2 separate regions of the Mus musculus genome follow, and region 1 is linked to region 2. The links are chromatin contacts, called in public Hi-C maps. All regions are on one chromosome and are shown on one strand. The core of a region is the stretch at or near the end of the contact, and the rest is flanking DNA. Distances in the headings are between cores, read along the strand shown.

The links. Hi-C and Micro-C count contacts between places; a contact is called where the count stands out from the background.
Region 1: a contact with region 2 is called in a Hi-C map of bone marrow-derived macrophages, with 12 read pairs. The contact joins the enhancer-like site here to the promoter of Sh2d1b1 in region 2. A contact is called at or near these places in 6 of 39 promoter capture datasets (cranial neural crest, frontonasal cranial neural crest, hippocampal neurons and 3 more), 3 of 484 Hi-C or Micro-C datasets (bone marrow-derived macrophages, cortical neurons and embryonic stem cells), 1 of 115 datasets of contacts at active chromatin or transcription factors (bone marrow-derived macrophages) and 2 of 9 other capture datasets (embryonic stem cells and macrophages).

Annotation. Positions count from the first base shown.
Region 1 is chr1:170,794,689-170,797,424 of GRCm38.p6, forward strand. It overlaps Atf6 (activating transcription factor 6), which reads right to left. Exons shown (of 16, transcript NM_001081304.1): 11 at 1-82. Among named protein-coding and RNA genes, the nearest start is that of Gm25235, 37 kb to the right of the region's middle. Within about 2 kb of position 1,258, at least 71 of the 459 cell types and tissues checked have an H3K27ac peak or open chromatin away from gene starts, as enhancers often do. A contact at or near this core is called in bone marrow-derived macrophages, where this site is marked.
Region 2 is chr1:170,275,868-170,278,835 of GRCm38.p6, forward strand. It overlaps Sh2d1b1 (SH2 domain containing 1B1), which reads left to right and starts at 1,451. Exons shown (of 4, transcript NM_012009.5): 1 at 1,451-1,642. The coding sequence starts at 1,509.

The DNA.
Region 1 (2,736 bases), core at 8-2,507, 520 kb after region 2:
ACATGGAGGTGGAGGCATATAAAGCAATGGCTCTTCACTTAGCACCATTAAAGCTTTGTCATTGGACACAGAGTGATCATAGCTGAAACAAAGACAGACAAAAATCATTTCCTTGTATCATAAATTTTATAAAGCTTACTACTGTCAGTTTTCATTAAAATAAACATATACCAAATTAAACATGTTGTAAGATTGAAATGAACATAACAGAAAGAATTAAATATAAACCATATGGTGGACTGTCATTCTCTCAGTTTCTAAGAGCTGGCAGAGTAATTCACATTTGCTTAGCTACTATTTACTGGGCAGCACCTGCTGTGTGTGAATTCAATAAACTTCCCTATTGCTGGAGTGGAGGAGAAATTAATTGAGTTAGCAGTCGACAGGAAAAGACATGATTGTTATATGACAAGGCTACAGGTTTGTGGTCATTTGCCATACTGTGTCAACAAACTCAGTCTCTCCAAGCAAGTTTGTGTGAAGTGGGGGTAGAGGAAGACCTAAAATGTTTGGCAGGAGAAAAATGACAAAGTTGAAAAGCTGGACAAAAATTTTAAAACCATGGATGACCTTGAATCACTAACAAAACACTAAATGACAATGACTAGTTACTCAATAACTTAAAAAGTACACGTTTGTCCCTTTGCTACTGTTTTATGTCACATGATTCCTACCTAGAGTACGAGTTGAAAATCAGATTATGAACCAGGACCATTTACTACTGTGTACATCCTTCAGTCTGTATCTTAATCTAGCTCACTAAGAAATCTTCTGTATTTTTTTATAAGATACTATGAATTTACAAATTGGGTATGCTAAAATACAAAAATATATATATATATACAAGTGAACATGGTAGGCTTCATGCTTTTTACTTATTCATTCAATATTTGTGGAGCGGCACCTATGTGCTGGGTAACCCAAGAGAGAGCAACAGTCTATTCTCAAAGAGCTAACAGGAAAAGCAGAGCAAACCCAAGAGAACAAATGCATAAAATACAGCAAAACCATATTAACTGTTGTAAAAGCAGCACAGGACTCAAACAGCAAAGTATGCAGGATCTACTTCAGATAAAACTAGGGAAAGGATCATAGATGGCAAGGCTAAAAGACAAGAGGAAACCAGCTGCGCAGAAACTAGGGGAAGAGTATACGAGACAAAAGCAAGTGAGAAAAAGACTCAGAAGGAAAGCTGCTGAAGAGCTCTGGGCACGTGGGACAGACAGAAGAGGAAGTCAGGAAGCCAGAGTCCGGCTCATAATTAGGACTTGCTGAATAAAAGGGAAGTTACTAAGTGAGAAGTGAGATACCTCAACTTATCCTTAAGCCTGAGAATTGTACCAAAACCAAATATTAGTTAAATATGGAAAAGAAAAAAGTCAAGACATGACTGGGTATGTGAGCATGTGTATGAGAAGTCCGATCTGTGAACGGAAATTTGAGAATCACCCGTGTTTACGCATCTGGAGGCTGTGGTACAGATGAGTCACTTTAGCAGGACATAAACAGAGTTCACAGCTTTAAAGCTTGGGATCTGGACAAAGGAGAAGCTTACAAGGAAAATCAGAAAGGAAGAAGGAAGACTGAGTGGGCAGGATAAGCTTGCACACAGGAGGCGAAGGCAGGAGATCACAAGTTCAAAGCCAGCATGTGCTACAGAGCAAGAGTTTGTCTCAATTATCCAGGGGCAAGGAAATACCACAGTGGTAGAGTACTTGCCTATTCAAAGCCCTGCACGGAATCCCTAATACTACGAACAGCAGCCAGTCAAAAAAGGAAGGAAAGAAGGAAGGAAGGGAGGGGGGAGGGAGGGAGGGAGGGAGGGAGGGAGGGAGGGAGGGAGGGAGGGAGGGAGGGAGGGAGGGAGGGAGGGAGGGTAAAAACTCTAACAATGCAGAAGGAAAAGTCTTTTAGGGAGTGACTCACTTAGCCAAGATTTGCCACAATGAACACATGCCCCCCAAGTCACCCTCAACACACAACTAATTTCAGAATAAAAGTAATGATTTCTGAGTATGGCACACATGAGAGAAAAGAAGTGGAAGCTAAAGTTATATGGAACACACACACACACAGGTTATTTGAAAATCACACCTGCATACTTAATAATACCAGGAATTCCAAAATTGATTTCAAAACTGTATTTTTGACCTGTAATTTTCTCTCCATATGATTAATCTCTAGCAATGATTTCTGCATACCTGGGCTGGTTAGCTTTGTTCTAACAGCTAGAAATACAGAGAAGAAAACTATCAGGTAGGAGAAATGCAAGGGTAGACAGGACAGGGTTAGAGGAAGAAAAGAAGGGGAGAGTCTAAGCGAGCATGCAATCTGGAGACAATCAGACCCTATTAACCCAAAGACAGTCAGAGATCCAGGCTCTCTGCAAGCCGTCCTATACAGATAAAAGAAATTTCAGCAAATAAATCACTACAGGAAAGAGCAATGCTGGAAGCTAGAGTTGATGAGAATTCCTAAAGACACTGTGGCCGATGCCTCAAGCGGAAACCACCCTTTCCTGTTTACTAGAAGACAACTGTGATTTAAGCCTGATGCCCTATGTCCTGAGGTAAAAATTAATACCAGCTCTCACTATACTACTATTCTTTCATAAAAGTGTCCCATTTGGCTGATAAGTTATACTATTAAAAATACAGATATGAATATATACAGATATACTTCTAACACTGAAAAAAATCTGTGCAACTGAAATTTGCTAGTGGTAATATGCTAATA
Region 2 (2,968 bases), core at 201-2,700:
AGAGTTACTTACATGGTGGTAATCCCCAATCATAAAATTATTCCATTGCTACTTCATAACTATAACTTTGCTACTATTATGAATCAGAATGCAAATATCTGATGTATGACCCATGACACACAGGTTAAGAACCACTTGGCCAATACAGAATAAAGACCTAATCCTTTAAAGTCCATAGATCTGGTAAAGTCTCTAAAGGTACTAACCTTGCCTTCTGCACTTTGTATGTCTGCTTCAAGCTAACTGTTCTTTCTAAAGTGTGTTAACTCAGGATGTGGTTTTGTTCTTAAAAAGTCACACCCCCCAAAATGCTCAGGGATACACTGGGATCCCAAACACCCAGTGTATTTTCTGGCTAGGTAACAAATTCTTTCCTTCCTTCCTTCCTTCCTTCCTTCCTTCCTTCCTTCCTTCCTTCCTTCCTTCCTTCCTTCCTTCCTTCCTTCCTTCCTTAACTCCTCCCTCCCTCCCTCCCTCCCACTCCCTCCCTCCCCCCTTGCTTCCTCCCTCCCTCCCTCCCTCCCTCCCTCCCTCCCTCCCTCCCTCCCTCCCTCCCTCCCTCCCTCCCTCCCTCCCTTCTTTCTTTCTTTCTTTCTTTCTTTCTTTCTTTCTTTCTTTCTTTCTTTCTTTCTTTCTTTCTTTCTTTCTTTCTTTTGATTTTTGGTTTTTGGTTTCTTGAGACAGGGTTTCTCTGTGTAGCCCTGGCTGTCCTGGAACTCACTCTGTAGACCAGGCTGGCCTCGAACTCAGAAATCTGCCTGCCTCTGCCTCCCACGTGCTGTGATTAAAGGCATGCACCACCACTGCCTGGCAATACTTTCTATTGGCTTAAACACTTATCCAAGTAGTCTTCTATGATGGATGCACCCAAAAAAAGAGATTCAATCTTGACAGTATTATTGGAGCCAAGAACCCATGGCTAGAGAGGTCCTTGTACTTAGGGGAGAACCTGCTACTATTATTTTGTTAAATGGACATGGTATTAAACCAACTCCTTAATGACTTATCACAATTCTATCCACAGAGCAGGGCATTTCTCAACCTTCATTAGGGAAGCTTACTTTTGAATAGATGGCCATTAATGCAGAGCATGATCAGAAAAAGCCCAAACAGAAATGGATACCTAGTGCAGCAGGGTTAGTGGTTTGGCCCCTAGGAAGCCAGAAGCCAGAAGGGGTGATATTCTGTAACCTGTCCCTAGGGAGCTTGATTTTAGTGCTGCTGCTCCAGCCACAAACAGCACTGACTCAGGTAGAAGGTATACTCACCCACTTGTGTGAGTCATATTTGAGCCACCCACCCCTAGGCTGAAGTATCGTGGTCACTCCATTTCCCTCCCTTCTCATTTCCTGTGTCTTGTAAAACTGAACCCTACAGAGCAACCTCATTTGTTTAGACCACAGTGGAGGAACAGACCTTCCACTCCTCTTCACTTCCCTCTTCACAGCACCTCCTTGGCCTGGGACTGATCTCAGGGTGACAGGGCGGTTTAAACATAACAACCCTCCATGGATCTGCCTTACTACCATGGCTGCCTGACCAAGCGAGAGTGTGAAGCCCTGCTCCTCAAGGGAGGTGTGGATGGCAACTTTCTGATAAGAGACAGCGAGTCTGTGCCAGGAGCCCTGTGCCTCTGTGTCTCGTGAGTATCCTCATCTTCATGCAGGCGAACCCTGATGGCAGCCATATGTTCAGGGAGTTGTATCTCATTCTATTTTGGAATAGGAATGGGCCAGGCACTGCCAGGAGAGGACAGAAGGATGTCCCTGCCCAGCTCTTCTGCCGGCCTTCCTCTCTCAATTGTGCATGCCACATGAGCAGAGTCTGAGACAACAGAAGAGGGTAGACAAGGAAGGAAGGAGAGAAGGTGATGGGGAGAAAGAACGGACATAGCAGCATTTTCTCTGCGTGCCTCTTTATGTGATGTGGAGAAGGTCGGGGGCGGGGGCGGGGGGGGCTTTACTATTGCATGAAAGGTTGGTTGGCTGCATTCACTTGCAGTATTTAAAATGCTAAGATTTCATATGCTTTCAGGTTGATAAAGGGCTTTACCAAACTGCATTTCCTCATTTCTTTTTATCCTTTATTTTGTGCTCTTATGAGACAAGCAGGATCCATTGTCATTTTATAGATGAAGAAATTGAGCAACACCAAACCCTTTATCATGCCTGTTACAGACATGGAGGAAGACTTTATTCAGGGTCCTCTTCACAGGTGTAGAGATTGATGCAATGGTGACTTCAGAGTGTGTGTGTGTGTGTGGGGGGGGAGATTGGCCTTAACTCAGAATACAGTATGAATTCAGTATGGGAAGTATGGGAAACCACTGGTCCCAAGGAATTAGGGTCAGGGAAGTCTCCATGAAGAAAGAGAGAGAAGAGAGGAGGAAGTAAAAGAAAGAGAAAAAGAGAGAAAGAGAGAGAGAATGGGCATGCATGTGCAGAGATAGAGACAGAGAAGAAGAGAGAAAGAGGGGGGGAGAGAGAGGGAGGGGAGAAGAGAGAAAGAGGGGGAGGATAGAGAAGGGAGGAGGAGGGAGAAAGGGAGGAAGAGAGGGAGGGAGAACAAAATGTGTTCATTACATGGGAAGGAGCTTCTTCTGGGGGAGGGGATGCCCAGCCCCGTGGCTGGAAAGTTCTTAGGAAGGGACTGGGGGATGCTGGGAGAACCTGGAGGCCAGGTCTGCTTGATATGTGAAATATACACCTCAGCTGGATTTTCCTGAGTCTGAATCCCAACAGTAACTCTATGAAGTGAGCAGGAAAAGGTCACTAGGAGAATGTTGCTTCTGACTGTCACCGTTCAGAGTACTTCATACTGTCTTGGTAATGATGAACGCATGACTCTGAAATAGCCCAGCTTTTTCCTCTAGGGCGTCACAGTGAAATGACTTTCTCCTACAGTAGTAAACACTGAAAGAAGCTATTTTTCAATTTTTTTATTAGATATTTTCTTCATTTACATTTCA